2 separate regions of the Mus musculus genome follow, and region 2 is linked to region 1. Evidence: chromatin contacts called from public HiChIP or PLAC-seq data. All regions are on one chromosome and are shown on one strand. The core of a region is the stretch at or near the end of the contact, and the rest is flanking DNA. Distances in the headings are between cores, read along the strand shown.

Region 1 (6,236 bases), core at 1,366-3,865:
GCTATAGGTTTTCATTGGAAACAGGCTGTTGGTTTGACTAGATTTGGGGGTAGAAATCTGAAGGCATTCTGCAAATGGTGAATGATGTTTGTTGATGCTCTAATTTGACCCCATGGAGTGAGAAGGCCCCCAGCTGTACACACTTTTCTGCTTTGTCACTGTGGTAGCCAGTGTCTAGACGTGGTGCTAAGACATAACAGGTACCCCACACATGTTTGCAAAATGACTGAGAAGCGGTAAGGGAGTCTTTCCATGAGCCAGCAGTGTCACCGTGGGCACACAATTTTCTAGTCAGTTTCCTTTCTCTACCCCACCAAAGTGACTAATCAGAGGGCCTGACTGTCCAGGTATCTGACCCAAACCCCAAGCTTTGTCACTAGGGCTGGCATCTGTCCCATCTTTCCTAGCATATACAGAAGACTCCGTGTCAACTTTCTGAGGAGTGCCTCTAAGAATAGTTTGTGTTTTATTCCAATCATTACTCTGTGGGCATTCCTGGAACAAAAGGGCTGTTCTTTTCTTCGTTTAAAAAAATGTATTTACTGTGGGTGGTGGTAGTGGTGGTTGTGGTGTGTGTGTGTGTGTGTGTGTGTGTGTGTGTGTGTGTGTGTGTGTGTGTAGGTCAGAGGACAACTTTCAGAACTCGAATCTCTCCTTCCAGTGTGGCTTCCAGGGCTCGAACCCATGACATAAGCCTTGGCAGCGTCTTTACCCACTAGAGCCTTTCTTTCTTTCTTTCTTTCTTTCTTTCTTTCTTTCTTTCTTTCTTTCTTTCTTTCTTTCTTTCTTTCCTTCCTTCCTTCCTTCTTTCTTCTTCCTTCCTTCCTTCCTTCCTTCCTTCCTCTCTCTCTCTCTCTCTCTCTCTCTCTTTCTTTCTTTAATCTTTTTTTTACAGTCCAGTTGTTATCCCCCGCCTGCTCTGCCCTCTGACTGTTCCTCATCCCATACCTCCCCACCCCCTTCCAAGGGGATGTCCCCACCCTTACCCAGACCTTCCCACTCCCTGGAGCCTCAAGTCTCTCAAGGGTTAGGTGCATCTTCTCTCACTGAGGCCAGATCAGACAGTCTTCTGCTGTGGATGTGTTGGGAGCCTCATGTCAGCTGGTGTATGCTGCCTGGTGGGTGGTTCAGTATCTGACAGATCTCAGGGGTCCAGGTTAGTTGAGATTGCTGGTCTTCCTATGGGGTCGCCCTCCTCCTCAGTTTCTTCCAGCCTTTCCCTAACTCAACCACAGGGGTCACTGGCTTCTGTCCATGGTTGGGTGCATCTAAGTCTTTCAGCTGCTTGTTGGGCCTCTCAAGGGACAGTCATGCTAGGCTCCTGTCTGTAAGCAAACCATAGCACCAGTATAGTGTTAGGTCTTGGAGCCTCCCCTTGAGCTGGATTCCAAGTTGGGCTGGTCACTGGACCTCTTTTCCCTCAAACTCTTCTCCATCTCCATCCCTGCAGTTCTTTCAGACAGGAACAATTCTGGGTCAGAGTTCTGACTGTGGGATAGCAACCCCATCCCTCCATTTGATACCCTATCCTTCCACTGGAGGTGGGCTCCACAAGTTCCCTCTCCCCACTGTAGGGTATTTCATCTCAGGTCCCTCCCTTTGAGTCCTGAGAGTCTCTCACCTCCCAGGTCTCTGGTACATTCTAGAGGGTCCCCCCACCTCCTACCTCCCAAGGTCGCCTGTTTCCATTCTTTCTGCTGGCCCTCAGGACTTCAGTTCTGTCCCCCCCCCCATACCTGACCATGTTCCCCTCTTCCCCTCCCTGTCCTCTCTTCTACCTGGGTTTCTTCCTCCCTCTGCCCCCATGATTGCTTTCTTCTCCCTCCCAAGTGGGACTGAGGTATTCTTACTTCCACCAGGGCCTCTTGCCTGTCTGAAATGTTCTTTTCAAATAGCCCCGTGCTAGCTCTGGCTACCACGGTGACAACAGAGTGCCAAGTGCTCACCTGGTGCCCTCCTCCTCACAGGCTTATGGAGAACAAGGCCTCTTCTAATTCTCGCTGTGCCTATCCTTGCTGAGACAGGAGTCTCGAAGCCATAGCTCCAGCACCTATGGGTGAGCACACATCCCATCTGGCTCTTGCTAACATAGTTAGGGAACAACATGATGCCTGTGAGCCCATTTTGTATAGTCCAGGCATTTCTCAGCCCTACAGTGAATTCTGTTGCCTCACTTCAGACACTGTCTGAGGGAGGCTGAGGGAAGCCTTCGGCTGTGGTCTCAACCTCTCTAGAGTCTGATTTTCTAACATTTCTCTAAGTGATTCTGGTGTGATGGATTTCTTAGCCAAAGTGAACAGCACTGTAGGTGGACAGGTGGCTGTCAGTTCCCTGCCACCCACCAAGAAACTCAGCACCTTTTATCACGCCCGCCCACCCCATGCTCTCCCGGGGCCTCCAGGGGCCTGCTTTTCCTGCTGCACCTGGAGGAATTCTACCTTCTCCTCCAAGTCACCATTCGTCATCGGCAGCTCCTGCTCCCGAGTTGGACAGTTAAGCATGCAGGGCAGGGAGGGGGTGACTCATTGGCACACACTCAGGGCCTAGCCCCAGCACTTGGCCCAGAACGGGCCTTTATTACTCTATACCTCTCATTCACGTTTCTCCAAGTTCTCACACTTACGGAGGTGAGTGCCGTGACAGCTCATGCTGCACGTGTTAATGACACACCAGGCACCCGAGACAGATGAGATCAGAGAACAGAAATGAAAGTGGCTTAGATTTGGGTGAGAGGCTCTAGCTTACTCATGCCAAGGGTTATTGCAGTTGAAATCTAGCTGTGGCTGGTGATCAAAAGCCTTACAGAGTGAGGGGGCAGAGAGGATCCTGGGGGGACGTTCATGAGCCCTGTGTGCATGGAGCCCACTCCAGTGCACACACAACAACAGCAGCCACTCCCTGACACCCCCCCCCCCCCGTGCACTCACACCCACACTTCCATTCACCTCCTGACACAGCTGTCTGGAGTCACTGCCCATTCAGCCCTCTTTGCACTGTTCAGTCAGGCACTACAGGAGTAAGAAAATTATCCTCATTATCACTGAGGATAGCTTAGGAAATCCATTCTTTTGTGTGTGTGTGTGTGTGTGTGTGTGTGTGTGTGTGTGTGCGCACGCGTGCACACACGCGCAAACTCATATACACACACAAAACCACACACACACATACCAGGAAGCCTCACAACAGTCAACTTGTAACAGAAACTAGGATGCTCTACAGCGACTTGTCCAAACTTGAGTATAGGCCCAGCTCTATCTGGACTATGAGAGGATTTACTGTTACATAAAAGCTAGCCACTGCACCGGTCTCCTTGCCTCTCCCTGACTGCAGCTGCGCACCTTCCTTAGAAACCTTTCTTCTCTACACTTATTCTCTTTTTCTTACTATTCTCTTGCTCTCCCTCCCTCCCTCCCTTCTTCCCACCTCTCTCTCTCTCTCTCTCTCTCTCTCTCTCGCTCTTTCTCCCTCCCTCCCTCCCTTCCTCTCTATCAGTCAGTCAGTCAGTCAGTCTGTCTGTCTGTCTGTCTGCCTCTGTCTCCCCCCCCATTCTCTCGCTCTCTTTTCATCTCCCCATCTTCTCTATTGTCTTCCATTCTTATAGTTTCCTATCCCTGGCCATATCCAGTCTGCTTCTTTCTTTATGCTCTGGAATCTTCCAGATGCCTCTGTTTTTGTTTTTTGTTTTTTTTTCTCTTATATCCACAATAAAAACTTTACCCGTATCATGGACTGGTCATGTCAGCAGTTTCTATACTGAACCCCCTCACATACAGGTTCCATGGGATGGGGACAGAATTAAGTTGCTATAACGAGAGATAGGTTGTGAAGCCACTCTCCAGGACACTGCAAGTCACCTACAGTGCTGAGTAGTCATGTGAGCACATGGCATATGGCACACGGTATGACACGATGACGTCATTGTTATAGCAACTCAATTCTGTCCCCATCCCATGGTGTATGGCCTTCTTGCTGGTTACTTTCTCCCTGGCTAATTTCATTCATGCCTGTGGCTTTAGTTAACAATGTCCAAAGAAGATACACATCTTCACCCAGGTCTATAGTGCACCTCCTACTTGATAATCATCTATGGAATGCTGACTAATGGCTCGGTTTCTGCATCCAGGAACCTGGTATGGTTCCACCCTCTTCACTTAGTCACTTGGATTAGATTTATCACGTCCAATCCTGCCTTTTAATCCATGATAACAAATTGGGGTAGGGCAGAAACACAACTGTGTTATGTGTGCTGGTTATAAAAGAGAAGGGCTCAGCTTCGGGATGTTGGTGGGTGCAGAGAGAACCTCAGTGGAACAGAAGGTTTCACTGGGGCCTCCTGCTGTATTCTGAGGCTCCAGTCTCTTCAGTCTCCCTTCAGAAATCCACACTTTCAGAAGTGAGCTTGTATAGAGAAGGGGTAGCAGGGGGGTGCAGGGGTTTCTAACTCCTAATAGTCTAAGCCTTCACATCTGCAGTATCATCCAGCCTTCACATCCAGTATCAGGGCTATGCTCCTTTTCAGAGAAGTAAATTGACTTTCCCAATGTCTCACAGCCAAGAAATACATTGTATTTGTCAGCTCAGAAGCTATGACTTTTGCTTCTTGCCCTAAGAAGCTCATACTGATTATTGGAGGGGGGATGGGTGCTCAGTTACCCCCACTAGGAAAGCATCACGGCAGAGTAGGTAAGCACAGGTTTCCATGGTTGAATTGGTTGGGTTTGAGTTTTGCACAACAAGCAGAAGCTAGCCCGAGAAGCATAGACAAGTTGCTTAACTTCTCTAGGTCTCAGTTTACCATTACTACAACATAGATAGAAACACAGCCCACTTCCTATGGTTAGTGAAACAATGTGTGCAAACTATGGCATCATTTGGGAACTTCTAAGAACCCGGCTCCTGTGGGTGATCCAGAAAGGGCCATCACCAGTGTATGAGCAGGAAGAGAACCTGTTTTGAAACAGTCTAAGAAGGTTCAGTAGAGGTTTAGTGGAAAGACCTGCAGCTGAGAACAGGGCCTCTCTGTGCCCAGAAAGTCCATCCCAAAGTGAGTTTGAACTTGACCCTGGAATTGCATTTTAACTTAGAGATGGGTTCCTTGGGTTTGAATGTATGGACATTGGTTGGTATATAACTGCTAGTGCTTAATATGTTGTGAATTCCCTAGGTTTCTTTTCATCCCTCTACCTAAGGTGATGAGAAAATATCTAGGAAAGATGTCCAGGGTCCAAGATGGGGCCCAACATACGTTTTTCCAAGAATACAGAACACTGAGCCACTCTGAAGATATGGGCCCTCTTTCTGTCCAGTCCAAGCCAGAGTGGTGAGTGACCCCAGGTGTCCTGAAACCCCCACAGACTGCTGTGGGCATCTACTGCCACCTACAGGCTCCATATGGCACTGCCTCTCCTGTCCTACACTGTGTTTATCTGCTCAGAGGAAACACCCATTGTGCATTTCTGGTCTGTCTACTGACTGCTTGAGATCATTAAAGACAGTGATAGAGGCTGGTGAAGCATTCCAGTGTGTAAAGACACCTGCCACTAAGGCTGACCACCTGGGTTTGATTCCTGGGCTCACCGGGTGGAAAGCAAGAACCAAATGCCGCTAATTGTCTTCTGACCTCCACAGGTAAACAGTGGCCAGCTCCATTCACATGTTATACATACAAGCACATGAAATAAATAAATAAATAAATAAATAAATAAATAAATAAATAAATAAATAAGAAAGAAGTCATTTTTAAATACCTATGGCTTTTATATATTCATAATGGAGTAGATGTCCAATACATGGCTGCGGAATGAATGAATGAACGAATGAATGAATGAATGGAAAACTGCCTCAGAGTGGTGGGTCCCGAGGAGCTCTGACCTTCCCTTCAAGTGTTTCTATCTGCTGGGAGGAATGATCATACTGGGAGGCAGCGACCACTAGTGTCTCTCAGCTCCACCCTGAACATCAACACAATGGGCTCCTGGTGGACCACAGGGAAGAAGTCAACATTTCCCACAGTCCAAATTGCTGCTGCCACTATGATGGAGATGGGCCAGGATTAGCATTCTGTCTTCTTTCCATATGAAGGCACTTCTTAAGGGACATCCATCCTGACTTTCTGCCTGCCCTTGCTAGGGGAGGAACCATAGACATAAAGAGCGGCAGGAGAGGGAGCATGAGAGAGGCAGGGAAGGGTCCCTGAGCCACTGCTGTGGAGTGGACAGCACTCACCCTTCTCCACT
Region 2 (6,236 bases), core at 1,271-3,770, 190 kb before region 1:
GGATGATGCCCTCCAGGTCCATCCACTTGGCTAGGAATTTCATAAATTCATTCTTTTTAATAGCTGAGTATGCGAATCGATCCATACTTATCTCCTTGTACTAAGGTCAAATCTAAGTGGATCAAGGAACTTCACATAAAACCAGAGACACTGAAACTTATAGAGGAGAAAGTGGGGAAAAATCTTGAAGATATGGGCACAGGGGAAAAATTCCTGAACAGAACAGCAATGGCATGTGCTGTAAGATCGAGAATTGACAAATGGGACCTAATGAAACTCCAAAGTTTCTGCAAGGCAAAAGACACCATCAATAAGACAAAAAGACCACCAACAGATTGGGAAAGGATCTTTACCTATCTTAAATCAGATAGGGGACTAATATCCAACATATATAAAGAACTCAAGAAGGTGGACTTCAGAAAATCGAACAACCCCATTAAAAAATGGGGCTCAGAACTGAACAAAGAATTCTCACCTGAGGAATACCGAATGGCAGAGAAGCACCTGAAAAAATGTTCAACATCCTTAATCATCAGGGAAATGCAAATCAAAACAACCCTGAGATTCCACCTCACACCAGTCAGAATGGCTAAGATCAAAAATTCAGGTGACAGCAGATGCTGGCGTGGATGTGGAGAAAGAGGAACACTCCTCCATTGTTGGTGGGATTGCAGGCTTGTACACCACTCTGGAAATCAGTCTGGCGGTTCCTCAGAAAATTGGACATAGTACTACTGGAGGATCCAGCAATACCTCTCCTGGGCATATATCCAGAAGATGCCCCAACTGGTAAGAAGGACACATGCTCCACTATGTTCATAGCAGCCTTATTTATAATAGCCAGAAGCTGGAAAGAACCCAGATGCCCCTCAACAGAGGAATGGTGTCTTCATTCTTAAAGCTTGCATCACAGTGGGGGAGGCACCCAGCTGAGAATACAGCTGACATGTTGGGTCAGCAGATGAGGCACTGTGCTAGGCCCTGGAATATTACACTGAGTCAGATAGAATTCCTGGCCGCATAGACCTTATATCTTACCATTTAGTAAGCCAGATGACTTTGTAGGCCAAGAAAGCATGGAAAAAATGCAAGATGGAAGAGTCCTGTTATAATCATAAGAGCCAAAAACAAAATCAAGGGCATGATAATGTACCGTGAACTCAAAGTAGAAATCTAGTGTGATGTGGCAATGGAGAAAGCCTGTGTAATATCAGTCTGTATTGACAGAAATATGTATGCTATGTGCTTCAAAAGAGTTAGTAGTCCAGTTATACTTAGGGTTGGTCAGTCTGCAGCTAGAGTATTGTGTTTCCTCCTGGGCACCACATTTACCACATTGTAAGGGGATAAATTAGAGTGTGTCCAGAGAGGGTTGGAACCCTAGGAGAGCAATGGAGTTGGAAGTCATTGTACAGGAAACTGGTGGACCTAGTGATGTTTAGTCTGGGAAATAAAGACTTCGATGGGAGACACATAGCTATTTTCAAAGACGTGTTATATGGACAAGAGTGTGAGTCGCCCTGTGCATTGCCCAGAGAGTACTCTTGCGGCAGCAACTGAATGAATGGTGGGGAGGTTAGGGAGGATCTTTAGTTCAAAATGAGCAGAAACTCACTTGATATTCACCATTCAACAGTGGACCAGAAACGGTCCCTTTACTAGGACTTCAGATTCTTTTATCCCCTTTGCCTCTCCTCCCTGGGGCAAAATTTTGGAGATTTCTTTTTCTTAACTGCAACAGAATGAAACTGTAGAGTCTCTTCTCTGTCCATATAAGTGAGAGTTAATGTTGAAAAATAGCACTAGGACAAATGCTTTACAGAACTGACACTTAAACCATCCCTCAGAGGATGCTCCCATAAGACACATGAAGAAACAAACCTTAGACAACGAAGTGGTAGAGGCTGGCTGGTCTTCTGGACTTCTGCTTCTCCACTCTATGGCTGTGATCTCTCTGCCTCACTGGTCTCTCCATCACTAAAATACACATCCATCCAAAAAGGCAGCATGCGCAGTGTGCTGGAGGAGGAGAAGGTGATTTTCCAGTAAATGAGGTGGAGTAGAAGCCAGCATGTGGCTTCTTGGGTGTGTTGAAGACGGTGGAATTCAGTGTATCCCCAGAACCTGGCAGCACTTGTCCTGGTGCAGAGTGAACTGTCCACAGTGTCTTTGAGAAAAGAAAGCAGTGCTCAGCTTCATCTCATGGTTCTTATACATGGCAGGTCGTATTTTTGTTGTTGTTTTTAACTCTCTCATTTCATCAGGGGCCAGTTATTCCATTTTAATCACGTCTCGGTTACTGTTAAGTAGGACTAAGCTTCACACAATGGATAAAATAACTGAAAAGCTTCTTCCACTTAAAAAAAAAAAAAGAAAAAGAAAAAGAAAAAGAAAAAGAAAAAGAAAAAGAAAAAGAAAAAGAAAAAGAAAAAGAAAAAAAAAAAACACTTTTGTGACTCACCCAATATAAACCACAACCCAATAAAGCCACGATTAAAGTGGATGTAGACTAAATCTCTCCTGAATGGAGTTTTGCTTTCTGTTTTCAGGAGTCATCCCAGCCCTTTGATGTCTGTTGGGCCCTCTTGCACACCACCTTCTGTTCTTATTTGACTCTTTTCTGCCATGAATGCCATGCCTGCCATTGTTTGGCTCGGTCTTGGCTAGCAGAAGATAGAGGGAAAGGCTTCCTGGAACACAAGGAGCCAAGTTAGGAAAATGACCCACGTGAAGGGAAGCCCAGAAGAAGAAGATTCGCGGCAAGTGCCTAGCCCTCCTAGCTGGAGGTTTTCATATGCTGACTTCATGGCTTCTGGGCTAAATGATCAACACTGACTGGGAGGGACTTTTACCCACATTTTTGTCTTCTGGCTCTTGCTCTGCATAGACTCACTTTGTAAAAATTCAAACAACAGCAGAAAAAAAAAAAGAAAGAAAAAAGAAAAAAAAAACTCCAATCTCTAAAATAACGTATTTTCACAGAAATGTATATTCACTACCTGAGGCTTATAGTCCATGGAATCATTTACCTGAATGTAAACTATGGAGACTCTCAGAGTGACGTCAGTATCTGACTCCTGGCACACACAGGCAGGGTTTGCTTTGATTCTAATGCTCAGAGAAACTATTTACACAGAGAACGCACCCCATCTGGCCTGATAAACTTTGGGTGGTTTGAATTCTTTGCAATATTTTTTTCCCCAGCAAATCTCTTCCTAGGGCAGTCATAAGCCTCATTTTTATTGTGTCCATGATCTTTTTACCCAAAATAGTGATATTTTTTATGTAATGGATCAAAGAAAGATTGTGATTATAGCAGGGACTATTATGAAACCAGAAAGGAGCCAACTAGAGAGAGAAGGAATACCGAGGGTTATTTTTAAATGGCATTCTTCAAATATGACTGACTGTAAATAAACTGTATGTTGTCCTTTGAGGGCAAGAGCCTGAAGTGGAAACACCACATATGGCCATCAGGAGGTCTGGCACACCACTTCTGTGTGTTTCAAGTGACTCTAGATATGGTTTGGCTATGGAATTCTTCAGCTTGAGGCTGCAGAGGACAGGCTTTTTCAGAGCCTTGGAAACTACTTGTTTTAGACATAGAACTGTGGCATTTTTCATTTCTACAGCCATCAGTGATGTCTGTAGCAGGAATTTTGTAAACTGTTGTGGGTTGAGTACGAATAATCCCTCCGGGAAGCTGTAGGATGGTCCAAAAGTCATCTTCAAAGGGTGACTTTTCATCCCCCGTTATCAAGAAGATGAACTGAAGAGAGAAACCTGTTCAGAATTATGTAAAGATGGAGAGCCTGCTCTTTGTCTCCATGGTGATGATCTCTTTGTGACCAAGTCTTTTTTTTCCCTCCAAGTAGGATCATTCTTAGTGCTATGTGGTCGGTTCTGTTTCTCTTTCACCTGTCCCATACTGTTCCCTACAACCTGCTCTATCTCCAGTTCTCCTTGTTGGAGTTCCCACTTTGGGGGAACTTGTTTATCACTCTCACTACCATATTCTTCCTGGTATGCAATTGGTCAGATGGGCTCCCTTCCGACTTCTCCATTTCCAGGACAAGAGCTGACCTCTGAGGACCAGGGCCAGGAGATTTAAGATTAGATTCCCCAGGACTGCTACTTAACTCTAACTTAGACTCTAAGAATCAAGGAAAATGAGCCTCATCAAAGTTCTTAGCTGAGAGCTGAGGACCAGCACACTGAGAGACCAGGCATGGTCCCAGTCCTGGCTGTTCAGAGTATGGACCATAGAGCAACAGCACTGGCATCCCTGGGGGTGTTTGGAATGTAGAAGCTCAGCTCCCAGCCCCCAATTACCATATTAGACCTCTGGGTGCTTCTGGTGAGCATAAAATCTGGAATAGTATATCTCAGAGAGCCAGAGGCAAGGTCAAGGGCCTAGTCAGGCTTGCTAGAGGAATTAGTCCACAATAATGTTGAGAATGAGAGCAAGTGAGTAGCAAGCAAGGAAAGACATGGGGGAGGGGGGGGGAGGCTGGGTCGATTACTGCCAACACCAGAACACCAGGGATGCCTGAGGCTGTCTTCATGTGCCGTGGGCCTGTGGCTATGTGGTCTGTAAGTATATCCTGACTGTAAAAAGGTCTTGAATCCTCCAGTCAGCTTTCTATGAGACTGGGACCCATCTTTCTCTTCTCTCTACCCCAGACCTGTCATGGCACCTCATAGCTCACCGACAGGTATTCATTCTTTGTTGAACTGGATAGGGTCCTCCAGGACCCCGCTAGTCATATATTTTGAGTTTATTGTGCTAGACAATCATCTCTGATTCTGCATCTCCCTCGGGAATCTCCAGCACAGGGCAAAGCAAAGCAAGACACCCTTCTGGGTCAGAGCAGATCCAGCACCGTATCCCTTGAGAATTCGGCCAGTGCCCCAAAAGCACTCGTGACAATTGAACCGCTAGTGTACAGTTTCTGCAAAGAAAGGCTAATGAACCTGCTAGCTCCCATAATGTCCGTCTGAAAAGTCAGTGCCCAGATGCCAAATTCAGAGCTGAACTTTGTACAGACAGGGTGGGCAGCTACCTCGAGGCTTTGGGAGCAGGCTCCACACACAGCAGCCTCCAACTGGCAAGAGTTAATGCTAAGGTGCAGCTGCAGGAATGTGAAGCTGGAGAGCTAGCTCGGGGAATTGCTATTGCAATCAGAGGACAGCCCAAGTCAGAGTTCCAAAGCCCTTTGAAGGGGTGCCAGCTCGGACACATGTTTCCAATTCTCATATGCAATCTCGAGGCAGTGTGCAAGCTGCACTTTCATTATGTCAAAGTGAAAGGAATGGTGGTGGTGGTAGGGGGGGCAGGGTGAAGAGAAAGGGGAGAGGCTGCCAGGCTGGAGACCACGCTCTGCTGTGGCACCAAATGTGCCCAGGCGCAGAGTAAACCCCCAACACAAGTCTATCCTGGAGGTGTGTGGCACCTCTTCTGAGAGCCTTTGTTTTCCTTTCTCGTTCTGAGGACAGAGAGCCAGCTGACACCACCATAGGACGCCCAGTCTCTAGGAAACTTGTCCATCTCTTTGGTATTTGCTCTGGCCACAGATAAGATTCTATGGAAACCATACAGGGATGTCCATTGTTGCGTTCAGCCACAGGCTTGCGGGTTATTTCCGAAGTTTTTCCGAAGTTTGTGTTTTTCCACGAGGAGATGGTTCCGCTGTTTGATGTTACTCAGAAGGAGGCACGAGAACAGACAGTTTTCCCTTCTCTCTGTTGGGTGTTGCTTCCTTTTTCATTCGGAACTAAGCCCTAACCCAGGAGATTATTTCCCTCAACTTTGTTTTCCAAACACGGTTCCAGAAATTTTCCTTGAGGAATTCTCCCAGACTTACCCCTTCCACATCATTGCCTCTTAGGACTGGTGCTTGTAATTTGAAATGACGATTTGGCTGATCCGTGTGCTACTCTGTGTTTTTAAGTCAGTTTACAGAAGCATGGGGAGGTAGAATGTGTACTTCTGGTTGCTTCTTAGCTCTCAAGAGCTATTTACACACACATGCACACTCCCATACTTATACATACAGTCTCTGTTTATGATCTGTCTTTACATATTTTATTTACATGTAGATTATGCATTTGTGGCTGTGTATTTACCCGTTTTATATATAGTAATTGATGCTGGATTACATGGTTTGCAAGACAACAGTTTCCATGTAAGAGAAGTGACATTCAGAGAGACAAGGACCCTCTCAGCACCATTCAAT

The links. HiChIP or PLAC-seq counts read pairs in DNA pulled down with a chosen protein or histone mark.
Region 2: an HNF4G HiChIP or PLAC-seq map of pancreatic cancer cells shows a contact between it and region 1. The contact joins two enhancer-like sites. A contact is called at or near these places in 3 of 115 datasets of contacts at active chromatin or transcription factors (embryonic stem cells, heart atrium and pancreatic cancer cells).

What each region holds. Positions count from the first base shown.
Region 1 is chr3:102,334,515-102,340,750 of GRCm38.p6, reverse strand. No RefSeq gene overlaps it. Among named protein-coding and RNA genes, the nearest start is that of Gm40110, 35 kb to the left of the region's middle. Within about 2 kb of position 2,615, at least 57 of the 459 cell types and tissues checked have an H3K27ac peak or open chromatin away from gene starts, as enhancers often do. A contact at or near this core is called in pancreatic cancer cells, where this site is marked.
Region 2 is chr3:102,525,670-102,531,905 of GRCm38.p6, reverse strand. No RefSeq gene overlaps it. Among named protein-coding and RNA genes, the nearest start is that of Gm46818, 23 kb to the right of the region's middle. Within about 2 kb of position 2,520, at least 21 of the 459 cell types and tissues checked have an H3K27ac peak or open chromatin away from gene starts, as enhancers often do. A contact at or near this core is called in pancreatic cancer cells, where this site is marked.